Regions from separate parts of the Gossypium hirsutum genome. Here region 1 is linked to region 2. The links are chromatin contacts, called in public Hi-C maps. All regions are on one chromosome and are shown on one strand. Each heading gives the region's core, a stretch centred on a gene start, on an enhancer-like site or on the middle of the called end of the contact. The rest is flanking DNA. Distances are from core to core; before and after follow the strand shown. Region 1 overlaps LOC107888761 (kinesin-like protein KIN-14K). Region 2 holds the start of LOC107897922 (NADH dehydrogenase [ubiquinone] 1 beta subcomplex subunit 10-B).

The links. A called contact is a pair of places that touch in the nucleus more often than the background predicts.
Region 1: a Hi-C map of leaf shows a contact between it and region 2, with 4 times the contacts expected there. The contact joins the enhancer-like site here to the promoter of LOC107897922 in region 2. A contact is called at or near these places in 10 of 34 Hi-C or Micro-C datasets (callus, hypocotyl, leaf and 2 more).

Annotation. Positions count from the first base shown.
Region 1 is chrA09:45,260,553-45,267,637 of Gossypium_hirsutum_v2.1, forward strand. LOC107888761 (kinesin-like protein KIN-14K) reads left to right here. Exons shown (of 23, transcript XM_016812959.2): 10 at 1-322; 11 at 407-488; 12 at 565-660; 13 at 740-919; 14 at 1,024-1,130; 15 at 1,216-1,394; 16 at 1,578-1,742; 17 at 1,815-2,068; 18 at 2,220-2,383; 19 at 2,631-2,759; 20 at 3,323-3,389; 21 at 3,496-3,571; 22 at 3,684-3,855; 23 at 3,942-4,137. The coding sequence ends at 2,735. Among protein-coding and RNA genes, the nearest start is that of LOC107888761, 6.7 kb to the left of the region's middle. Within about 2 kb of position 5,074, at least 3 of the 9 cell types and tissues checked have an H3K27ac peak or open chromatin away from gene starts, as enhancers often do.
Region 2 is chrA09:44,757,950-44,764,616 of Gossypium_hirsutum_v2.1, forward strand. LOC107897922 (NADH dehydrogenase [ubiquinone] 1 beta subcomplex subunit 10-B) reads right to left here and starts at 2,015. Exons shown (of 3, transcript XM_016823529.2): 1 at 1,602-2,015; 2 at 1,174-1,228. The coding sequence starts at 1,890. The coding sequence ends at 1,197.

The DNA of each region.
Region 1 (7,085 bases), core at 3,824-6,323, 510 kb after region 2:
GGAAGAACAGGAAGTTGAGAAGCAGGAGCTGATGAAGTTGGTGAAAGAAAATGAGAAAAACATCCTTGAACTTGTGGCAATGAGACAAGAACTAGATATTGTTGGAATGGTGCACAAGTTTTGCTCCTTGGAAATGGAAGCAGAGGCAAAGGCTGCTATAGCAATACTTCAACTGAAGATAAAAGAGCTTGAGTGCCTCCTTGCCGATTCAAGTAATAAGGTGAAAGAGCTTGAAGCAAGTTTCGAGTCAAAATGCCAGAGTTGGATCATGAAAGAGAAAATCTACCAAAGCTTTATTGATTTTCAGTTTGAAGCAATGCAGGTATATATAGGTTTCTGTCATAATTTAGTTTTTAAATTTTTTTCTCCAACATAATTCATTTTACTAATTTGTGCAAGTATTCAGAAATTGAGGTCAAGTTCCGAAGCCATTAAGCAAGAAGTTTTGGAAACACAGAAGAGATACTCCTTTGAATTTAATCACTTAGGTGGGATTATGGTTTATCTTGTTTTGTTTGTGATAAATGTTATTATGATATTTCTTTTTTCTTTTCTTTTGTTCAGAATCAAAGCTCAAAGCAGTAACAGATGCGGCAGGGAACTATCATGAAGTTCTTAAAGAAAATCATAAGCTTTTTAGTGAGCTACAGGATCTGAAAGGTGCCTATAAGTTGCTTCTTCCTAGTGGATTCTATGTTTTTGTTTATCTCCTCCTTTTAATATTTTAAATTTTTTACAGGGAACATTAGAGTTTATTGTCGAATAAGGCCTTTTCTGCCTGGACAAACCGAAAAACTGTCGACTATAGAAAATATCAGTGAAAATGGACAGTTGGTTATTGCAAATCCCTCCAAGCCAGGAAAAGATGGCCAACGGTCGTTTAAGTTTAATAAGATCTTTGGCCCAGATGCTACTCAAGGTTTTCATTCTTCTATCACTTTCCTTGCAATATGAACTTGAATCTATTTGCTTTGTGAAGCACTGCAATGTCTAATCATTAGAGCTCTTTTTAAACAATGGCAGGGGAGGTGTTTGCAGATATCCAACCCTTTGTTAAATCAGTAGTTGATGGATATAATGTCTGTATATTTGCTTATGGTCAAACTGGTTCTGGGAAAACCTATACAATGGTATGAATCCCTTCCCTTAAGCTTTATGAAGTTGCACAAACATTTTTGAACAATTCCTTTCAACATTTCTTTTATACATTTCCAGACTGGTCCAACTGGGGCAACTGAAGAGGAATGGGGTGTTAATTATCTAGCTTTGAACCATCTCTTCAAAGTCTCTCAAGATAGAAAATGCAACACGGTCTATGAAGTAGCGGTTCAAATGGTTGAAATATACAACGAACAAGTGCGCGATTTATTATCCAGTGATGGTTCTCCGAAGAGATATCCTTATTTTAAACAAGATAGACTTGCTAAATAGAAGTTTGTTAACCTGTTCATATATATATGTGCGTGTGTGTGTGTGTTTGTATATTACCCTTTTTGAAGTGTTTTTCTTTGGATGCTTGAATACTATTCATGATTTAGTTATAGTCTACTTATCCTTGTTATCCTTGATCTGCACACGGTTGGGATTACAACTATCTCTCAACCTAATGGGTTAGCTGTACCTGAGGCTTGCATGCACCCTGTTATATCGACCTCCGATGTTTTAGATTTAATGGATATCGGATTCAAGAATCGAGCTGTTAGTGCTACTGCTCTTAATGCAAGAAGCAGTCGCTCTCACAGGTTTGTATATTTAATATTTTCAATTACATCTGAATATTTCCCCAGTGACATGATTTAGAGTTATGGCTGCAGCATTGTCACTGTTCATGTTCGTGGGAGGAATGTAAAGACTGGAACTGTATTGTATGGTAATCTTCATTTGATAGACCTAGCAGGCAGTGAAAGAGTAGATAGATCTGAGGTAACTGGTCATAGGCTTAGGGAAGCACAACACATAAACAAATCATTATCTTCCCTAGGAGATGTAATTTTTGCTCTTGCAAAAAAGAGTCCTCATGTGCCCTACAGAAATAGCAAGCTTACTCAAGTACTTCAAAGCTCTCTTGGTACGTCTTTCATCTTTATCCTTAAACTACAGAAACCTTCTCCGGGTTTTAGAGTACTAAAAACGTGTTCTAATCACTCGGAGATTGCTGAAGTTATGGTTTGTCTAAATTTTTACTTGTTTCATAAGTTCTATGATATTGTATGTTACAGGAGGCCAGGCAAAGACCATCATGCTTGTGCAGCTCAATCCTGATGCCACTTCCTTTTCTGAAAGTATGAGTACTTTGAAGTTCGCCGAACGAGTTTCTGGAGTTGAGCTAGGTGCTGCGCAAAGTAGCAAAGAGGAGAAGGATGTTAGGGAGCTACTGGAGCAGGTGCAATTTTTATATTCCTTTTCCATTTATCATAACTTTTTCTTCTATAATGTTTCAATTTCCAATATTAAACTCAACTGGAGTCAGACATACATGATGAAGAAGTATGCATACTCATTGTATTTTATTGCATTTTAGTAGATATCTTCTTATTTAGTTTCCTTTAAATGTTTACGAGAACCATGCGTAATAGGATAAGGTACTGTTACTCCATAGCATTATGTTTTAAGTTTAACTGGCTCTGCAGATGGCATCTCTCAAGGACAAAATAGCTGAAAAGGATGAGGAGATCAGGCGGTTGAAATCACTAAGAGATCTAAAACCACGGATACCGCAGCAGCAGCAACTGTGAGCAGCAAGGAACAGGCTGATTGAGGTATGGTTCTTCCTCTATTCCATATGTGTCTTTCCTCATGAAAGCCGAAAACTGTCCAATGGAAAAGGCCAAGGACATACTGGGAAAGCAGTTTCGGATTGTGAAAATTGTTCACAGTGAGAATAAGCATCCTAAGGCTGGTTTCCCTGCAGTCCTTGGATGAAGAGAAGTTTACTGAAATATCTAATGTTCTTTCTATGTGTACCGAAATTGATGCCTCCTCTGTAATACACACTTTTTCCTAAAGGCATAAGTTTGGGCAACTGAGTATTCTTTCTTCTCTTTTTCCTCAGGACTCATTGATAATTTTATAGTTTGCTATTCAATTTCATTCAGAAGATTCCAAAAGTGATCACATTCTTTGTTCTAATGAGATTCCAAAAGTGATCGTATTTTAGACCATATTTTGCCTCCTTTCATTTACATCGAAACAAGCTAAACTGCAAAGTTTCAACCCATTACTGTTTGAGTACTAAAAGTTTTCTTCTTAAACATAAAATGTCACTGCATTTACATCTGAAGTTACATTCTAGAAGTGACAACTAGCTTTACTGGGTTTGCAGATAACATAAATTTGATATGGGGAAACTTTGTTCCAGTGCTTTTCTTCATTTTAGGCTGCAAACAGATGTAAGCCTTCTTTCATTCACATTTGTTCAATATTTTTTAATTTCTGTATTCCATTTATAAGGTGCTCCATTGTTTAATCTATATCTCATATATTCTAATTTTGTAGCATCAAAGACTTGACTTACAAAAACCAACACAAGGGTTAAAGGCATCAAGAACAGACTCTACACAGCCTTCAACAAGTATGTAAACCTCAGAGCTCTTTAGCTTAATTCTCATTAGCTATGGTAGATAAAGATTAGTAGGCCTGTTGACATATATCCTCCTAAATTGTCTTCTATTTGCTCCTTTTAGGCGTTAGGAAGAGTCTAAGCTCCACTTCAATCAGCCCTTTTCCTAGAAGATGATGATAATGATGATTTTATGTATGTTGAAGTCTCATTTTCAGTATAGATAATGATGTTGATGATGCATGCCTGCCTAAGAAATGAAATACATCTAATTTCCTGACTGGTTTCTTTTTAAGGTAACTTCATTCGTATCTTTCATTTTCTACTGCTTTGCTATGCTTTCTTAGTTCCTCAGTGTTTACACTCACTCTTGTGGAGGCAGAATTTTAGTTGACAAAGCTAGATGATGATGATGATGATGTACACCATGATTTCAAGAGCTTGTCCTCTTTAAGCATCTCTAAGTTCTCCATCTATAATACAACATATAAAAGCTTAATCTAAATTCTTTCTTTATTTATTCTTTCTTGAGCTTCAAATATGAATATCAAAATCAAAGCAATGCACACTTTCCATTATATTTTTAGATTTTATCAGTTCACTTATGCTATTTAATAACTATTGTAATTGTATTTGATATTATGAACCAAGTGAGATTACATAGTATTAAGAAATAGCAACAAATGCAAAGTTAATAACAGAAGTAACATTAATGAGGCTAAAATGGAGAAATTGTCGTATAAATAATCAATAACATTAATCTTTGTGTGCGATTGAATAAATAAAGGCAATAAAAATCCAAATTTCTCCTCCTTTTTCCTTTTTTGCAAATAATTGTTATATGAATAATCAATATATTTATTTATTTGTATTTTGAAAAAAAAAAGTTTTATGATTATTTATATGAATTATTTGCAAAAAGAAAAAAAGAAAAAAGAGAAGAGGATAAATTTGGATTTTTATTGCCTTTATTTATTCAATCGCACACAAAGATTTTATAGATTTAAATTTTTTATTAATTTATGATTTTATTTTTATGGCTAAGTTAATTTCGTTTTTAAGGAGAACCAAATAATTTTACTCAAAGACAAGTCAAAGCAACAGAATAAGTGAAGAATTACTAACCCGAAACTAATAGACTTCATCCCATAAACTCAAGCTTATGCCCATTAGCTTCATTATTTACATTTGACTGAGAATTTGAAACTAAAATATGCACAATACCAGAAATAGTTTTCGAAATCAAGTAGTTAGCATCCTATAAAGCACCCTTTTCAACCCCATGAGTTGCCTTGTTTACTAGTCTACATGTCCATTAGACGAGCAAGGATTGGAACTCAGTTTAGCTCGAGACAATCATAAATAATACTGTCGAGTCATTAACCACTTCGCTTTGTAGCACACCCACGACACGTGGGCAATTAGACTCAATGATAATATTATCAAGCCCCATCCACTTGAGCCAAGACTGCACCTCTCGTATCGCCATTCCTTCTGCCACCATCGGGTCCTTGTAGCCTGCCCAAAAACTAGAGCAGCACCATACGGAGGTACCAGACGAGTCTCTGACCACTCCAACCCATGCCTTAGCGTCCTCAGCAAAAAAGTAGCAGCATCGAAATACATTTATGAATTCTTGCAGGTGGCTTGGTCCATGTCTTAGCACAGTTGCGATCAATTCTCCCTTCAATCTGCAATATGTCAAAAGCATTTTGTGAGTATTTCCAGTCAAAGAAAAAAGAATTAAAATAATACGAGAAGTTAGTAATTTTGTTTAGTGGTTCGAAATAAAATTGTAAATTTGGGGAGGGCAAAGCTAAATATATTGTATTAAAAATATTTAAATTAAATTATTTATTTTTTAGAGATTTGAAAATTTCATTTAATTATAGTCTTAAATGCTTAAATTTAATATTTTACTTATTGGAGGGCCTCATATAGTAATTCCACCATTTGGCCAAGGGGCTGTTGGATATAGTGTAATAAGAGCAGTATTTTCGTTTATGTATATAAAATATATATTGATTTCATTAATATTCTTTTATATTAATCTCAATAGTTTTTCATGCAAAACAAAATAGAAATAAGTATTTGCTCGTAATTATCTAAGCTTTAACTAATATTAAATAGCATTACATAGTTGGATTATAATATGGGAAGACGACTTATATTGGTAGATAATCTAAACATGTTCTTAGTTTAATCGGAAATGAGCAAATTAATTAAAAGACTAATATTTAATATCTAAAGTCCAGTTGGAAATATGCTTTATCTTTAGCATCGGAACAAATGACTCACAGAAGATAGAAACACATATATAATTGATTGGACTGATTGTACATTGGATAGGACCCAAATAGAATAAATCATTTATGCATGACTCGTATGTTTTAATGTAAGTAAAAGCTTGAATTCAAATAGATAAAAAATTAACAACTGGTGCAGTGTATATATGACTTCTGTAGTATCTAATATCCAATATCATTCCTTAATAGTAGAATTCATGACCTAACAAAAAAGTAAAAAATGTCCTCTCATTGACATCATATAATATTAGATTTCCCTTTAATATTAATTTTAAATTAAAGTATTAGGTTTTAAGATAGCTTATATATTTTTATATTATTTTTAATTTAAAATTTAATACTTTAAATTTTTTTAATTCACGTTTGCCTTTAATGAACAAAGTAATGATTTTTGGGCAACAACTTGCTGACGATGCCCAACTGATGCATAAAAAGTTCGACCCTTTAACCCATTTTTAGCTACTACTTTTCACCTCTTAACAGATGGGTTTACGTGTCAAATTTATGGACCATGTACACTATAATACACTATAATTACTATGTAGGTTTTTTTTTTTTTGGGAACATTGACTATACTAATTAATGTCATCTTTTTTTTTATGAAAATTTTATATTTGATATTATATCATTTTTTTACGATGTTAATTTATATTAATAAGTAAAAAAAAAGTTTCTTTGTATTTTTTTTCTATTATTAAAGTAATATTACTTTTATATATATGGAAGATATCTCTTTAAAGAAAATCACTCAATAGGTAATCAAATAGTAAAAGAGTGCACCTCTTAATCATTTGTTCTCGTTATAAAATAATTACAAATCTAATCTTTACTATAAAATCATTATAAATCCAATCATCATTGTGCAAAAATTATGGTTTAAAGTAGGATAGGTAAAATGGTTGGAAGAAATAAAAGTAGAATTTTTTTTTAAGTACCTGAATTAAGTTTAAATTTTCGAGTTTTTATTGTTGAGAGGACTTTTCTTAAATATTAGCTCCATTCCGAACATGACTATATTCAAATTGTGAAACGGATGAGGACACTTGTAGATCACTTGTATAGTATTTTAGAGGCATTTGCTTGTTAAGTTGCAATTATCTTAGTATTATTTAAGTATAAAATTTTTTTAATATATTTTCAATTTGTTGGAAAATATTTATTTTAATATTTTTAGTTTATTTGATGTATTATTTAAATTTATTTTTATATAAAAGTAATAT
Region 2 (6,667 bases), core at 765-3,264:
ACCCATGAGGCCTCTGGAGAACTAATTATGAAAATCAAAGACAATGATTGTAAGACGAATCAAGTATTGAAATAGATTCTCCCTTGAATAGTGATTAGGATCCTAGCCAGCATTCCAAAAAGAAGTGTTACCATAGCCATCCTCAGCATAAAGTCCAAGAGATAGAAGCATACTTTAAAGAGTGTCCTCAATTAGATGATAAAGCATTGTCTGATATTCCTATGTCTATAGATCATATTCTTGTTGGGATACCTTGGTTGAGTAATAGTCTTGGTCAATTGGCTGGTTCTGTGGAGTTTTCAATGATTGATTTGAAGAGTAGTTATCACCACGATAGATTGAGAAGTGTTGATGAATGGAAGACAACTTTTAAGACTCCAAATGACCTTTAGGAGTGATTAGAAAGGCCAAGCGCATCTATGTGGATCATGAGTGTTGTGGGCAGACAACTAGGCATTGCAAAACAGTATGCAACTGTTGTAATATCTACTTTAAATGCTGTAAATTTCTCCAAGACCTGCTCATCAAAAACTAAAGCTGGCAAACTTGCTCAGAGTGAGAGCAAGAATACTCCTACTGCTCATATAGCAAAAAAGACATCGATGAGGTAGATGAGAAAAGTTGAGATGGTAAATCAGCTGTCAGCGCACCAGCTCAAGAAAAAGCTGCCCAGCTTCTGATATTCCAAAAGAAGAAAGTACAAAACTATCTATTACTGGAGCTGACACAAAAGAATTGGAAAACATAGGATTTCTAGTAATTAAAGATAGGGACAGTAATAGCGTTGAGGTTTACAATATGGAAGTAGATATCTCTAGAACTAAAGCACTCTCTTTGAAAGATTTTACTGCTTAATCACCCAGGGGGGTCTTTGAAACATTACCAATAAGCATAAAGCCTTAAACTATTCTTTTTCCCCCAACTTCTACTTTATAATTTCATGTTTTTCTCCACCAACTTGGCTTCCATAAACTTTCTGTAAGTTCATATCACAGGCATGTTCATGCCCACCTGATTTGGTTAAATTGTTTTGAAATTTTCTTTATACAGATTCTAAAGTTCAAGCAAACGGTGAACAACATCAACAAAGCAAGAAATAATTCTGTTGAACCAATAAAGTAACAAGGATTGTTCAGTAGATAGTATATAGAATGAATTAGAGTCCGAGATTACCTATCATGACCAAATGCAGCCATTCATTCTGAATCGATCTCTTCAACCTTTGGACCTAAAATCCCAAATCATCAACACAAAATCAATACAGCTCAGCCATTCCTTCCCCAGAGAACAATGTTGACTAATACACAAATAAATGGATAAATCAATGCTGAATCTTTTTTGTAACTTTTACTACTTGTTTTGCTTCCCACTCTGAAAAGTTGTTATAGAACGTAGCTAATAAAACAAATTCAGAATCAAATTAAAAACTTTAAAAAAATGAACAGTTAATACATATAAAAGCAAAATATACATTGTCTACGGCAAAACGACTGATCTTGTTTGAAATTGGGGAAGCAAAGAGCAAGTAATAAGAAATCATAATCAATCGAGTTTATAATAAATAAAATGAAGTCTTTTATGTAGTAAAGAAAGATAGGGACCGTGGAGGGAGGGATGACGGCCATCCTTGCCCCAGCCGATGCCACGGGTGGCGTCGAGGTACTGGCGTACGAGATGGCGGCACTTCTGGAGATGGTTGACCCCTTCGATGCGGTAGCACCACCTGACCTTGTCACGGAGGATCTTGGCTTTCTCAATGTCAATCCATTTCTCTCGAACTATATGCTCCCTCATTTCAAGCATGGCCACCGGGTCTTTGTAGGGATTGGCCGGGTCGAAGTCATCCGGCGCCGTTTCTTCGAACTCTGCTACTCCCTTCTTCCTGCCCATCTCTTTCTCAGTTTCTCTCACTCGGCTCTTGCTCGCTTGCCCTTCGGTTTGTTTTAGTGGAGATTTTGGGTTTGAAATTGGGTTTCCGCTTATTTTTTTATTTTCTGGACTTCTTTTGTAGCCTTTCCCGGCCCACTGAATTTATATTCAGTTGAGGACGGAAACCGATACACTAATATAAAGCAACTATGTTTTATTGATAGAATTAATACAAAAGTTAAATGAGATAGTAATTTTCATTTAGTTTTAATTCGATTTCTATCTGTATTATTGTCAGTATAAAAAGTTTTGAATTTGAGTGCCCTAAAACGTATTATCCTACTATTTAAGGGTTGAGGAGGTGTTAATGAATAGTTCTAGACATTATTCAAAAAGAATAAATATGATAAAAACTTATAATAAAATTAATCTTAAATAAAAAAAGAAGAGATTATGCTTAAAATTGTAATATTTTTATTTCAATTCTTATCAGTCATTGTATATATACATTTAGCATCTATTTATAATATATATATGAAACAAGAATACTTTTTATTATAAATTATATTACTAAATTGACATTAAAATAATAATTTTTTTATATTATTATGTGAGAATAATAAAAGTAATATTAATTAATATGATAATATATTAATGTGAAATTATTTAATTTGATCGTATCTTTTTTAAAAAAATTTGAAGAATAAAAAGTTCTACTTATAAAATAGCATAATATATTATTAATTAATAAAATTATAAAATTATTTAACATAATTGGATAAATTAAAAATAATCAAAATTGAATCTTTTGATTAAATAAATATAATTTTTATTTAAAATATGATAATAATTAATAATGTTAAAAATATTTTTTATAATTAATAAAAAATAATGTGTGAGATTATCATTATATATATAATAATATCATTATAATGGTCTAATCTATAATGTATAAATTTATGTATTTATTCTTAATTTATATATCAAAACTCAAAAGAAAATAAATATATTTTAAAATTAACTTAACTATTTTTTATATAAATATTAAATACATCTAACCAAATCGATTTAATTCAACATAAATTCTAACTCAACAAATAGTATGACTTATATCTATTTGAGAAATTAATATAAATAAAATCGATCGTTTAAGAATCAATACTTTGTACTATCTATATTTCTTATTTTTTTAATCTATAAAATAATATAATATAATATAATATAAAAATAGTTATAATTATTTTATTAATAATGTTTTCATTATCAATGTAACAATTATTATCACTTAATTAAACTTTGGATCCATATTAAATTACATTTATTATTATAAATTAATTATCATTTAATTAATGAATAGTTATATACCAATTAAAACTAATATTTAACATTATAAATATATGCACAATGACACATTTTCATTCAAAATAACATCTAGAAAATATTATTTTAAAAAATCATATTTTAGCATCATTTAATAGGTTTTGTTTCAACACCGAAAAAGGTATGACTTTCATTATTATTTGAGATGTTTAGTTATTATTATTTGATCTTCTATAGTTTTACTACTATTTAATTTTAATAATATTTACATAATTATGAATGTTGTTTATCATTGTGTTGTGAAAAATTATGTTAAAGACAATAAAATATTAAAATAATGGTTCTTTATAAGTGAAATTTCAACTAAAATTCGAATGACTTATTTTATCTAATTACTTTATATTTTACTATAGATTGTTTTTCGCTTTTTATTTCCATCTATTTAATTAGTATATATATTTTTAAAATTTATAAAAATATATAATTTTAAAAATAAACATATAGCATATGACATAAAAATAAATCAAAAAATTAAAACTCTTCAAAATAAAAAAAAAATTAATAATTTTACGATTAAATTAAACTCTTTGATTATATTAACTCAATCAAATACAGTGTATAGATATAGATAAATCAACATCTATGATTTGTCCGGGCAAGCAGCATCTTCAAGTTCAACTTTGGATGAGTATTAAAAGAGAAAAGATTCATTACACCCACGAAAATTTTTTTTTTTAAAAATATATTTTTATTATCCTAAAAATAAAACTAATTTTTAAGTGAGTAAGTATTTTATGAGAAAATATTTAGTAATAATTTTTTAAAATTTTACAAATAAGATTAGGATGATCACAAGTGTGTTGTAGAATATAGAAAAATATTAAACCTATTTATGAAATAAAAAAATATATTTTGACAGTTTATCAATTATTAACCATTATTCTATTATTATAAAATTTTGAGAAGATTAAAGCTAAAAGAGTTTATTCAAAAATATTAAATTAATACCTTAAAAATATATTATTGATGAAGTACTAACTCTGTTAACACATGAGAATCGAGTGATTATTGATTCGAGCGTACTCACATGCGTAATATTTTCTAATTTAAGATTTAAATAGATTTATAGGCAATTTAAAAATTGTATAAAAAATAACTTAAAAAGGTTTAAATTAAATTATTAATTTCAAGAGGGTAAAAAATATAATTTTCTATAATCAAAGGATTTAATTTAAATGATTAACTTTTAAAAGAGACTAAAAGTGCAATTTGTTTGATTTAACCAAGGGGACAATGCCCTGTGTATCCTGCTGGCTTCGACCCTGTTATCGCATTAATAATTTGTTTTACATAAAGTTTAACGCGTTCATATTCGTGTTTATTTTATTTTTATGACATCACATTTTTAATTATTATTTATATCTTATATCATATTTCAATTAATTTCATAATTTACATAATTTATCATAATAATTTAATTTTAATTCTAAATTTTATTTATGAATTGAATCACTAAACTAATTTATACATTAATACAAATATCATATTCAATTAAAAATTTAATCCAATTTGCCAAAGCGCACCAACTACGCCAATTTTAGTTTCACTTGAAATTAAACATTTCCCAATTCAGTAGCAACTTTTTTCTATCCTTAATATATAATTTAATATTTGAGTTTGAGTTTTTTTTAATGTGATACATATATTTTGATATTCAATGTAATATTTGTATTTAATAATAATTGTATATTTTAGTATCTAAATATAATAATGTTAATTTTTTAGTGTTTAGTTTAGTTTTTTAAAATTGATTGAATGAAAATTCATAATTAACTAATAATATTAGCAATTAATCTTCATCACTGAAACCTAAATTAAATCACATCCATTGAATTTTGTATTTGACAAATTAAATATAAAATCAAACAAATTCATAATTAACACTAAATTTATTCTATTAACAAAATCATGAAATATTTAAACTCGATAATATTAGCAATTAATTTTCATCAAATCAACCCTAAAATTGAATTAAACACTAAAAAATTAACATTGTCACATTTAGATACCAAAATATATAACTTTTTTTTTGTCAAATACAGTTATCAAATTGCAACAAAAAAACACGCATATCACATTAAAAAAAAGTGACAAACACGGGTATTAAACGATATATTAAACCTTTTTTTTTGCTTAATGATATAAAAAGACCACCAAAAATTTATAAAAACAAATTAATTAAACCTCTTCCAAAACACTTGAACTTACAAAATTGAATTTCACAAAAACAAAAATCAATTGAGCCCCTTTTAATATCTATAGTTTGGATTTTCCTAAGAACTATTATTTTTATGTCTTCCAAGATTATGTCATTCCTAAATATCTTGTTAAAAGGAGATTTTAGCTGAAATACAATGCCTATCTTAGTCGAAATAATGGTTCTATTCAAATGCATCAAATCGATAAATCAATTCACTATCTTGTCAATTGAGACTCTAAAATACTAAATTACTAATGTTACAAACAATTGTAACCAATTCAATAATTTTTAATAGCAAAGCATCCAACGAAATTAACATTACTTTGTTACAATGATAACTAAAAAAATAGCATTATATGTAACATCTTCACTAATTGGTAATGATAACATAAGAGAAGAGATCCACTAAGGTAAAATTAAAGTAGTTTTACACTATTTTTTATCTTTAAAGTAGTTTTACACTATTTTTTATCTTTTTGTATGATTAATATTTTAACGTTTCAACTATTATACTTTATATTTTATTCATACAGATCATGCATGTCAAATCTGATGTAAATTTAAAATTCTTAACTATTTGTTTTATATAAAAAAACTTTCAACTGATCAATAAATATAAATATATAGAGTATTTGCAACACCTCACATCCGACTCGTTCATCGGATCTGGGTATAGAGCGTTACAATTGATCTATACTTAATTTTAGCTAACTTAACTGTCAATAACAAGCTAAAAGTACAATTATCCAATAATGAAATTTAAAAATAATAATCCTTACAACTAAGACCTTAAGCCCCTATAGGTTTAGTCCCTAAAATTTTCTATCAGTAATCGATCTATTTATTTACAAATAAATTCTTTAGAATTTAACTAAGGACTACCCGTACTAAGAATCCAAATTCTAGGGATGCTATATGGCTTCGTTATTATTGAACCTAAGACAAAAGCCTCCAATAGTACCCCTTCCCATGTGCATGACTTGGTCCAACAGAGATCTATAATCTCCACTCCATCCGGCTTGGTCCCACATCGAAGTCCTCGACCAACCTTGCAAGTTTTGCAAACACCATGTAAACTACTGTAAGTTCAAATAAACTTAGTGAGTTCCTTTACTACCTTATACATTAAACCCTATCATACAAGGATAACGAATTTAAAATAACTAAATATAAATTTACTCCCTGCTTGTTTAAAGTTGTTGGAAAATTCCCGGTTTG